2 separate regions of the Sus scrofa genome follow, and region 1 is linked to region 2. Evidence: chromatin contacts called from public promoter capture Hi-C data. All regions are on one chromosome and are shown on one strand. Each heading gives the region's core, a stretch centred on a gene start, on an enhancer-like site or on the middle of the called end of the contact. The rest is flanking DNA. Distances are from core to core; before and after follow the strand shown.

What was found. Promoter capture Hi-C pulls out the DNA fragments that hold promoters and counts their contacts.
Region 1: a promoter capture Hi-C map of fetal liver shows a contact between it and region 2, with 5 times the contacts expected there. The contact joins the promoter of CTSC here to the promoter of LOC110255411 in region 2. A contact is called at or near these places in 2 of 5 promoter capture datasets (fetal liver and liver) and 1 of 47 Hi-C or Micro-C datasets (embryonic fibroblasts).

The regions. Positions count from the first base shown.
Region 1 is chr9:21,756,816-21,763,103 of Sscrofa11.1, reverse strand. CTSC (dipeptidyl peptidase 1) reads left to right here and starts at 1,308. Exons shown (of 7, transcript XM_003129741.3): 1 at 1,308-1,873; 2 at 3,526-3,671. The coding sequence starts at 1,702. LOC102160855 (a long non-coding RNA gene) reads right to left here and starts at 1,216. Exons shown (of 10, transcript XR_002346978.1): 1 at 570-1,216.
Region 2 is chr9:21,023,909-21,029,672 of Sscrofa11.1, reverse strand. It overlaps LOC110255411, which reads left to right and starts at 3,139. Exons shown (of 4, transcript XM_021062619.1): 1 at 3,139-3,167; 2 at 4,644-4,727.

The DNA of each region.
Region 1 (6,288 bases), core at 59-2,558, 740 kb before region 2:
GCCGGCAGCTTTAGCTCTGATTCAACCTCTAGCCTGCGAACCTCCGTATGCTGAGGGTGCAGCCCTAAAAAACAAAATTTTACTGTTTTTTAACAACAAATGACACACTTTCTCAGAGATTAGGAAAGCAATGTAACGCTGTCAGTGTATCTCTAAACAGTAAGTGTCTTAGCTTAATTATATGCTGTCAGCTTATCATTTTAAGTAAACAGAAATAAAACCTAGAGATAGAGAGTTGGCCCCACCCTTGCCTTTGCAGTTTGTGAGGACATTAGAGAGCATTTCCACTGCTAAGCTTTCAAGGGCAACTTCTTTTGCCAAATCAAAATTAGCTTTCAGGCCTAGGGACCAAGATAAGGTTATGAAGTGCATTTATTTTTAACACCCCAGCACGCTTGGTGTTTTCAAGCCAGGATCAAGGGAGATCAAGGTGCATGAGGTGGACTTGCTCCCTTTGAATGCTTACAAAATACTGGCCATACAAGGATTTATTTCTAACCAGTGTGATGAGGGCAAAAGGCACGTGCCCTAAAGGGCAGGGACACAGGAAAGTCTGTTTTGTTCCTCACCTGTCCTTGATGCTGCACAGGGCCTGACGCCTAAAAGATTCTGAAAGGAGCCCAACTTCCAACAAGAGCCAGGAAAGTCAGAGAAGCTCTTACAGAAAGGGTGATACTTACACTGAACAAGGAGGCACCTGGAAATAGGGGTACCTATTAATTACTGGCGATCAGACTGGTCACCCTAGAATCTGCTCCTAAGACCAGCTTTCTCCCACCCGCTGGTTCCCTTCCTCCCCCCAAGTTACTTCCCCCCGCTGGGCCTCCAGCTTTTCAGCTGTAAAACAAGAGCTTTAAGTGCACTTGTGGGTTTGTGCGTGCGCGTGCGCACAACTAAGTTCTAGAACTTTAGCAGGGGAAAAAAACACAAAACACTTAATCGCACAAACTGCAAATGAGCACTACGTGTCGAATCTTCCCGTGGCTAACTGGCAAATAACATTAACAGGAAACCGACAAAACCCAGGAAAAAAAAAAAGGTAGTGAAAGTTTTGGGAAACGGAAGGAAGAGCAGTTCTAAAACAACTGGGGTGGCTGGGGGTCGCGCGGAAAATTGTTCCGAGGGAAGAAAAGTTAACCGAGTTGGTGAGGACTAAGTAACGAAGACAAAGAAGTAAAAGCAAACTTAACCAGCTCGCTCACCCTCTGGGCTTTTTGCTCACTTTCGGTCCCCTACCCCCACCCCCTCCCCCTCCCAGCTCTCGGTGTCCGTCTCTCTCTGACCTTTAGTCCCCGCCACCCCACCTCTGTCTCTTTCTCCCTCCCTCTCTCTCTCCTCTCTCGGGTCTCCCTCTCCGTTACTTTGCAAGGAGCGCAGTCCGGGGCGCGCGCGGACCAGCAGTGGCTCCTCAGTCCTCTCTGGAGACATCCCTTGCCAAGAGAACCTGACCCTGGGGTCCCAGGCCGTCTGTCGGGCCGCGGCCAGGTGAGGGGCTCGCGCCACCAAGCCCTTACCTGAGGGGCGGGGCCACGCCTGGGTGCCCAGCCCCCGCCACCCCGAGACTCCGCCCACGCTGGGTCACTGGTTTCCGGCCCCTCGGACTATTTTAAGGAGCGCGCGCGACCGTAGTGGCCTCAGCCCCCAGCCTGCCACGCTCCGGCTCCCGCTCCCTCCCCCACCTCTCCTGTGCTCCCGGCCGGCATGGGTCCCCGGCTGGGCTCGCTGCTCTCTGCCCTCCTGCTGCTTCTTTACGTCGCGGGCACCGCGCACTGTGACACTCCTGCCAACTGCACCTATCCTGACCTGCTGGGCACCTGGATCTTCCACGTGGGCCCTGGTGGTTCCCAGCGCGACGTCAACTGCTCGGTTATGGGTAAGCCGCCGGCGCCCTCGGACCCGCTCTCTTCTCGCGCCTGCCCGGGGCTCCTTCCGTTCGGTCCTTGAGCCCTTCTCCGCGCAGCGCCCCCTCCGAGCTCCCAACTAGCTGGAGGCCAGGGACGTCCTGGCTGGACTTGGGACCCCCCTCCGGGTGCCCTTTCCTGCTCCAGGGCAACGATGTCAAAGTGGAACTGCTGAGAATTTCTAACTTCACTTAGTCCTAGTTATCCCCGGCGCCTCAGCACTTTTTACAAGTACTTTTTCCCACTTAATTTGTGTTTTGGTTTGGTGAGGAGGAGAGTTAAGACCGTGCCATTTTATGTTTCCGTCCAATCTGCAGTTTTTTATTGTGCCAGTGAGAAATGAGCTCAAAGACTCCAGAGAATATAGCAATTAAAGTTTTCTTCTTTTAAGTTGTGGGAAAGTGCCCTTATGCCTGGCGATTTTGATTTGAACACGTGTTGTTGCTTCTAGTCTGAGAAAACTTCTGGTACCACTCCACAGTTGCATAGATTGCAGGGAGGTAGTGTATTAGTATATAAAAGTTTTTTTTTTAATAACTCTTTAGCCAGTAATTGTATTTTGAAATGCTCAGAGCCAAGTACAATGCCTAGCTCATGGAAGGCTCTCAAGAAATATCGAGTGTTTGAACACCCTGGGACATTCCAAATGCCTTCAGATGACACGACTATCCCAAAGACAAAGAATTTAGTGAAGGGAAAAGAAAAAAACACACAACCTTGGTTCAGGAGAGGCACTCTAGTTGCACACAAACCCTCTGCCAACCTGTGACTTGTGCAGAATGGGTGAAGCTCTCGGCTGCAATTTCCTTGTTAACAGAACACAGACTGCCAGGTCATTTGTTACTAAAACAGACTTATAGGACTGTCCAACTCCAGATAACTGTAGCATTTCATAATCCTGGGCATCATAACCATTTTTTCTTTTGAAAATTGAAGCTGGAGGTCCAAAGCAGAAGACAAGGGATTTGCACATTTCTGTCACAGAATCTCCTCTTTCAGAGTATTAATTCCGAAATGTGGAAAATATGAGTCCCCACTTTCTGAAGGCTAAAAGTTTAGTTCCTGTCAGTAGAAGTTAGTTCTACAGGCTAGAAACCACAAGTTTGCTGAGTTCTTTAGAAGCATTCACATTCTGAGGTTCTAAACTGTAGAGCCATTTAAAAGAAAGATACCCCATTTCTTCTCTAAAGAGATCATTCCCTTTATTCTTCTGATCTGATAGGTCTTTTTATATTTTTACAGTTCCCCTTTTTGACTACCATTTTGTCTTCTCCCCATTTCTGCCTGTCATTTTCAACATCCCCCCTTTCTCCTTTTCGTCAGTGGAAAAATTTCTAAAGTGTTTGTTTGCTCTGGTAATGACTGTACTGTTCTCTCTGCTGCTGGGCTCCTTCATATATCTTTCGAGCCTTCATTTCAGTCTTGCCTTAGATTCCTCTGGGATTATCCAGAGGAAGGCCATAAAATGGGGAATCATAGCTTCACAAGCCAGATCTACCCAAATCAGAGGTAGCAGGAAAGGAAAGCAGCTTAAAAAGATTAGAAATTAGAGAGGGGATTTTTTTTTTCCCCTCCTGTTGAAGTTCAAATAATTTTCCTTTGTTGTGCATTTTCTTTTCTTTAGGACCACCAGAAAAAAAAGTAGTGGTGCACCTTAAGAAGTTGGATACAGCATATGATGACTTTGGCAATTCTGGACGTTTCACCATCATTTACAATCAAGGTTTTGAGATTGTGCTGAATGACTACAAGTGGTTTGCCTTTTTTAAGGTTAGTTCTGTTGGGATATGCATTCATATTTTTAATGATCTGATACCTGAAAACTTTTCTAATAAAGAGACACTTGGTATTTTAGCTTTAGATTAAGATGATAGCCAGAATTGATACATACCACTTTTTCCAAGAGAAATTAGATGGTGTAATTTTGCCACTTTATTTGAAATTATGACTTTGATAGCTTTAAAAAAACACATCTGATCTGTGTTGGTTATTTTGATAAGTATGAGTAGATTCTTAATTTATTTTCTTTATTACTACACATTGATTTCTAAACATTGATTTAGTCACTTGGTTTGTACTGAATCTGTAGGAAAGATAGAGATTTTATAAATTTCTTTATCTTAGGGTTATTGTACTGTCCTCTTGTTAGCTCTGAGAAATTGATGTAAATGACTCATTGAAGTAATATACTAAATATATAACACACTAAAATACTTATAAAATATATGATAAATATAAAATATATATAATTATACTACACTAAATATATTAATGTGAATAACTTAGTTGACTAAACTAAGGCATTGAGATAGCACTGGAGTTACTCCTTGGGTTAAAGTAAAAGGTAGCCCAGCCAGGCCAGCTTGTTTGCTCTTTCACTAGGGAAAAACTATTGTCCATTCTTAGAGCCTTACTCATTGCTTCTAATTATAGTCACACTCTAGGTTAACATAGTTGAGCACAGATTGCAATCCATCCCTGAAAGCCTTCTGAAGTTGGAATGTTTCCTGTTAGAGTAAATTGTTAAACTAAATTGGATCCATAAGCCTGAGAATAGCTGTTTCTTATTACAGAGTATGAATAAATAAAGACAGGCTTTTTCAAAGGATAGGGTCTATAGCCTAAAACATCTGGTAAGAGTTAGCCAATTACAGGGATTCGTGGGAAAGTGAGAGAATGAGTCCATTAAAGATGGTGGAAGACAAAGCACCAGCAAAACACTAACTTCTAAATTTATCCTGATTCCTCACAGGGGTTGGGACTTAATCACTAACTATGATATGTTATTAACATCTGAACCAACTAAATTTCTTAGAATAAAAACAGCAAATACTTTTTCCTATGAGGACCCATTTTTTAACAGGAAAAAAGAAAAAAGAGATAGAAAAAGTTATCTCCTCTCACCTGGACTGGCTGTTTGATATTCAGCTTGTAGGAACCAGTCTTTCTATGCTGGCTGTTGAGGGCCAGCTGTCTGTTTTATTGGTTGAAGCCTACGCTTGACCAATTATTAAATATTTTTTAATGTTACTCATAGATACTATGGGTTTTTTGTTTGTTTTTATGGCCGCACCTGTGGCACATGGAAGTTTCCAGGCCAGGCGAGGGATTAAATGTGAGCTGCAGCTGAGAACTCTGCTGCAACAAGGGATCCCTTTAACCCACTGTGCTGGGTCAGGAATTGAATTGCACCTCCAAAGCAATCCAAGCTGCTGCAGCTGGATTCTTAACCCACCGTGCCATAGGGAGAACTCCAATATTATGTGTTTTTAAAATCATAGCAGTATCTGTATGAATTTTCAAAACTGTAGTATCTATGCTGTAGATGAGAGTCCATCTGAGTATAATTCTTGGTCTGCATATTGACGAGCCTAGGCCTTTGCAGACCTCTTGTAGATACTCTCCTACGCCCTTCAAAGGTTCTTTGCCTTCAGGTTGGGAGCAATTGCCCATGGAACTGATGTACAAGGAAAGAGATATTCAAGACAGTCCTTACTGTGTACCCTCCCTCCTCCCCCTCTTCCTCTTGCCCCTCCTTTTCCCTCCTTCTCCTTTTGTTGATACAAGATAGGTACTTAAGCAATATTTGTTTAAAAATGAAAATGAAGTAGAATTAAGTTGAAGAATAGATGGAATACATTATTTAAGTACAAGATAGGGTGCCGTATATAAATAGATGAGTAAATAGTTTTATCCATTTGGCTTAGAAAACTTTTCATTCCTCACTTTTGTAGAAATTGGAAAAATAGTGGGGAAAACTTCTAACGTCATGGTTAACTACCTGAGAAATAATGAGAAATAAGGAAGAGCAGTTACCCCTCTGTTAGTATTTTCCCTGTCAGTTTGTCTGTTTGCAGCTTGAATAGGAGCCTGGAGATGGTGAAGACCGAGGAAATGGCTGGTGGATAAAGAAGGAATTGGAACACTTCTTTGTACAGTTGACCCTTGAACAACACAGGTTTGAATTGCATGGATCCACTTTTACAGAGATATTTTTCAATAGTAAATATCTCATTACCACAAGATCTGAGGTTGGTTGATTCCTCAGATGTGGAACCCTGTCTGTGGAGGGCCAGCTATAAGTTGGTTTTCAACTACTTGGAGGGTCAGTGCCCCAAACCCTGTGTTGTTCAAGGGTCAACCCCTATTTCTCTTTAATTCACAGAGTAAGCAATTTTTTTTTCCCCCATTACTTCAGAACATTAGTTGCAGGTCAATAGAAAACCACTTTTTCAAGCCAAATAAAGTTATCAGTGTACTCAGCCATAAATGGGAAGAGTCCATATATATACTGTTGTAGGGGAGTACCCTACCTGATCCTATGTTTCTGGATGGCGTTCCCTCATTAGGAATAAAAATAGGAAGAGTGTACTTCTGCTACTGATAG
Region 2 (5,764 bases), core at 1,890-4,389:
TCTGTGACTTACACCCACAGCTCACAGCAACACTGGATCCTTAATCCACTGAGCGAGGCCAGGGGTTGAACCTGCAACCTCATGGTTCCCAGTTGGATTCATTTCCGCTGTGCCACAATGGGAACTCCTGAACAATTATCTTTTAAATAGACTTAATAATGTGGCACAACATTGTAAATCAACTATCCTCTAATTTTATTTATTTATTTATTTATTTTGCTTTTTTTTAGGGCTTCACTTCTGACATGTGGAGGTTCCCAGGCTAGGGGTCAAATCAGAGCTGTAGCCGCCAGCCTATACCACAGCCACAGCAATGGGGGGATCTGAGCCGTGTCTGTGGCCTACGTCACAGCTCATGGCAATGCCAGATCCTTAACCTACTGAGTGAGCCCAGGGATCGAACCTGCAATGGTTACTGGTCGGATTCATTTCTGCTGAGCCACAATGGGAACTCCATATCCTCTAATTTTAAAAAGTAAATAAGTTTAATAGCAAAATAATGAAGGGGCTTTAATATCTAGCCACATATTTACATTTCCACGTGGTATCATTTTATATATAGTTGAAAGACAGCATTTCTTGTAATCTAGGTCTTCTGGTGATGTATTTATTCAGGTTTTGGACGTTTGAAAAAGTATCTTACCTTTGTTGTTTGAAAAAATATTTTCACTGCATATAGAATTCTAGGTTGGCAAGTTTTCTTCTGTTTTGATCCTTTTATGATTTTAAAGGCATTGCTTCACCATCTTCTGGTTTCCATTGTTGTCAGTGAGAAGTTTCCTATCATTTTTATCTGAACTCCTCTGTTTGTAGTATGTCTCCCCTCCCTGCCGCAGTGCTTTAAGATTTTTTAAAAATCACTGGTTTGAAGCAATTTGATTAATATGTACTTTAGTGTGATCCATGTTTCTTGTCCTTGAAGTTCACTGACTTTCTGGGACATGTGAGTTTATAATTTTCATCAAATTTGAAAAAAAAATGGCCACTGTCTTCACATGACCCAAAAAAAGATGAAAACACATAAGAAAAATATTTGTCTGTACCCCTTCCCTCCTCATACCGTCTCTTCTCCTTTGAGGACTCCAATTGTATGTACATCAGGCTGCTGAAAGTTGACCCACAGCTCACTAATGTTCTGTCCACTTTTAAAATCATATTTCCCTCTAAATAGTTTGAGATAATTTCTACTGCTATGGCTTCAAGTTGTACAACCTTTTCTTTTGCTGTCTGGTCTACAACAGATTAACAGATCTCACCTAGTGTGGTTTGTTTTTGTTTTAAATCTTAGACATTGTATTTTCATCTCTTACAAGGTAATTTTTCTGGTCCTTTATATATATATTAACATGCTCAACCTTGCGTCTACTTCTGGACAACTACCTTCTTGATTATATGGCATATAATTATAATTTCCCTTTATACAAATAATAATTCTATTATTTGTGTTATTTCTGGATCTTCCCCCCTTCTATATGGATGGTATTTTTCTGCCTTTTTGCATGCCTGACAATTTTTATTGGATGCCAAAGGTTTTAAATTTTACCTTGTTGCATACTCAAAATATCTGTGTCCCTGTGCTCTTGTACTTTGCTCTAGGAGACAGTTACATAGTAACCAATACTTTGCAGCCTTTAGTTCACTGGTTAATTTCACTCTCCTACAGAAGCAATACTTTTCTGAATCTCCTATCCAGGGCCCTTTGAGGTTGGTTTTCTACTCTGGCCAGCAGGAACACAAAGTATTCATGGCTTTGTGTAACCTCAGTGATTATTCCCTCTGTTCCTTTCAGGTGGTTCTTTTTCCAACCTCAGTAACTTCCTCCCATGCAAACAGAAGTACTTAGCTTAAGTCTCGAGGGGACCCTCTCTAGATCTCTATGCCCTGTGTGCAGCTTGGTCCTCTCTTGTATGCTGCCCTCTGAGCTTCACCTGCTTTGGCCTCTCTGGACTCCCAGGTCTGTTTCCTCAACCCAGGGAGACCTCTGGGCTCTGCTGTGCTGCTCCCTCCCTGGGCTGCAACCTGGAAGCCCTCTCCAGACATGAGCTGGGGCAATCAAAGGACTCATTGCACTTGCTTTCCTGTTCTCAAGGATCAGTGCTCTGCACTGCTTCATGTCAGCATCTGAAAACTGTTGTTTTTACAGATAGTAGCAGATTTTTTAGCCTTTTCAAGTGAGAGGGTAATTCCAGTTCCTAGTCTTCTATGTGAGCTCAAAGTAAATGTCAAAACCACTTTTGGAGGCAAAGTTTTTATTACAATATTATGATTATCTTTAACAGAAGGGAGTGAAGATGCCACTCCTTGGGAAGAATTGCTATGTTCTGAGAAAAACAAAATTTAAACTTCCAACTACTGAAGGTCTGAGCTCCACTGCCAGTATTGCCACCTTGGGAAAATTACCAGTTCTTTCACCAGTAAAACAGAATAATATCTATTATCAGGCTGTAGGGTTTGAATGAGATGTAAACAATCTATGATATACCAGAGGCATCTCATACATTTTAATTTCCCTCTTTTCCTCCTAAAAATGAATATCAGAAGGAGCCATTTGTTAGGGCTCTGCCTGTACTGATAAAGGTAATTCCAAGCTTTTCCCTCTCAAATATATAAGATCCTCTCTCTTATAGGGGAAAAAAAAATCATAATATGCTATTGAAAATCCAGTCACAAAATGTAATTCTAGGAAAACTGCCTGTGAATTTTTACCCTGTGAAATGAGTGGGAAGGAAGGGCCACACATCCTGCCCTGTCTACTTCTGGTTTGGCTTCGGCAGCTTTTTAAGTGGGGAACAATCCAGAATTCCAGCTCTGTCAGGAAAAAGCGAACAAATGAAACAGATGACAAATCATTTCTCTAAGACCTGAAGCCAAACTGGCTCCACTAGCTGCTGGAATGGTAGTAGAAGCCAATTTCCTGGAGTATTTACAAAATCATTTGTAAGGATAATACTTTCCAGATGTTTACAGGGAGGGCTAAGGGTGGCTTTTTAATCTGCAGACTCCTCAGTCTTAGCATATATTCAACAGGCAGTTGTGAGAACGCCACCTCCCACCCTAACTCCTCCCCTCAACTCCCTTATATGTAAAGGCCCAATTTAGGCAGGAGATGGGGAATGAGCTGTGGCCTTTGCCCTTCCAGCGGATACCAGAATCTACAGAAGCAGCAGGTGAGTACATGGCCACGCAAAAATGGAACATGCTTTACGGGAGGTGTTAGCAATGTGCTTCAGAAAGACAGATGAAAGATCAGCAAAACCTTCAAAGAGGAGGTGACTGAATATTTCAGGATACATGCAGAAGTGGCGCAGGGGAGGAAAAGAAAACATTCTAAATCAAGAGAGGGAGGCATACCTGGAAAATGGATCTGCGGCCTGATCTGGATAGGATTGGAGTGTGTCAACTAGAAACGTTTTTAGCTGAAAGTAACAGGATCCTTGACTAATAGAGCCACAAGCGATCAAGGTTTGTTTGCTCAAAATGCTCAGAGGAATATGGTTACTGGCAGTGATTCAGTGGCTCAAGAACATCATCTGGGAGACAGGTTCCTTCCATTTTTCTGCTCTGATTTCTTTAACATGGTGGGTGTTCATCTTTGTACTTTTCACCTCACGTGTGCAAGATCGTTGCCATAGATCCAGATCCCATTAACTAGTGTTAGGAACAGGGGAGGAAAAAAAAAAGGAAAAAAAGGAGTTGAAAAGAGCTTCCCTTTAATCAGGGGGGGGAAAAATTCCTGAGAGTTTCCCAGACTTTCCATGACATGTTATTGGCCCAAACTGGGTCACATGACCATCTTCAGAGGAAAGGCTGGAAAAACATCTGGATGAGGAGGAGTAACATGAAAGGCCTAGAAAAATCATGATCCATCCCCTTGGGCTGGGCATATTGCTGCTTTAATAATTGTAATCCCCTTTTTGAACTTTAAATTCTAATGAACAAGAGTTCTAATTTAAAAAAAAAAAAAAACCTAGATGATTTGATTATACCTCCAGTTTTGTAGATTTGTTAAGAGAGCCTTACTGCTATTCCTGAGAATGACAGGCTTCCAAAAACTGTAGGCTCAGATTTAGATCCAACTGAATTGCTTCCTGTAGTTTTTGCAGGTTTTATCTATATTACAAATTAAATTTCAAAGGGAAGAAGTTGTTCATACAAAACCTCTCTTAATACACTTAAATACATTTCCATCTTAGTAAGGAAATAACTGCTGCCTTTCTTAAGCATCACAAGGCCATTCGATCATTCATGCCACAAACTCTTGAGTATTTTGATGAAGCCAATACCTAGTCAATACCTAGTTTGACCACTGGCCTCCGGTCAGGTTTATATTTAAAATAATGCCATGGAAATGGCACCTACTTTAATAATTCTGAGAGGAAAAAAAAAAGCCTTTCCCCCCACTTCACAGACTGTGCCTCTTCACTATGCCAAGTCTGGTAGGGTACACCTGTCACACATGCCACTGAGACATGACTCTAAACACTCCCACTTTGAATGAACGGCCCCTGACTCACTTCTGAGGGGAGAAAAACCAAGCAAGCCACCTCTTTTCCTTACGACATTCCTTTAGGCTCTTACAAGTCTCACTTTCAATCTTCCCTGAAACAAAGAGGAAAATAAATACTTCATTTCTTCCCCTGCAGAACCCAAACTGAAGAAATTAACGGCAAAGATGTGGCAGGAAAGCACAGGCTTGAGAAAGTAAAGACGGAAACAGGAGCGAAGAGGTAAGACTTGAATCATGTCTCATGCCCCCCCTTTGGCATCCAACCCATAACGACCGACCAAGGACAGGGTCATTTCCTGCTTTGCACCTTTTTAGGCCTTTGGCATTAATCCCACTCTACAGCCGCAGGGTCCTCTTGTGGGACCAAAATAACCTGAAAAGAAAATTCACTTAAGGGTTTAATTGATGGAGTTCCCTGGTAACACAGCGGGTTAGGATCCAGCATTGTCACAGCTGTGGCTTGGGTCACTGCTATGGCACAGGTTCAAGCCCTGGCCCTGAAACTTCCGCATGCCAAGAGAAAGGAAGTTAATTGATGACTGACAAAAGTTTAATAGATATCGAGGAAACAGGCCTCAGAAACGACCTGACCCCAAATGAAAGGACAGCGGCAAGTAAAATTCCTGGGTGACTTCAGCCAGTACAGGTCCACAGGTCCACCTGTGGAAGCCTGGCGCCCCCATCACCGAAGGAGGCTGAGACGGGTATGTTGTGTGCTAAGACCAGGAAACCTGCAGCCCGAGGTTTGCTGACACAATCAGAACGTCATGCTTTGGTGGGGATGCAGACCCGAGGGGGCATGGGCAGCACACGCCAAACTGAACTAAAAATGGAACAGGCAAACTGCAGTGGCTTATGAGCCAGATAAAAAATTACAAATTACACCTGGCCTGAGACCTTTCTTGTGGACCAGATGTGTGTGTGTGTGTGTGTGTGTGTGTGTGTGTGAGAGAGAGAGAGAGAGAGAGAGAGAGAGAGTATTGCTGGGATTTTCAGGTCTGCACAGACAAAGGCTTACAGCCCCAGTGTTAAGGGAGTTCTCGCTGTTATTCCTTTGCTGTAACCCTGGTACCTTGAATAGCATCTTGAAGTTAGTGGGCGCCCAATAAATCTTTGTTGAGTGGCTTTGCTGAACCAAAGTTCTGTATAGTCCATGTCAGTTACCTCCCCATTTCCTGCCCCAAACTGAATCTCCACCTCTACTCAGAGAAACCACTGAATGTACAGAGGGAGGGCAGAGGAGAGGATGTTTGGAAC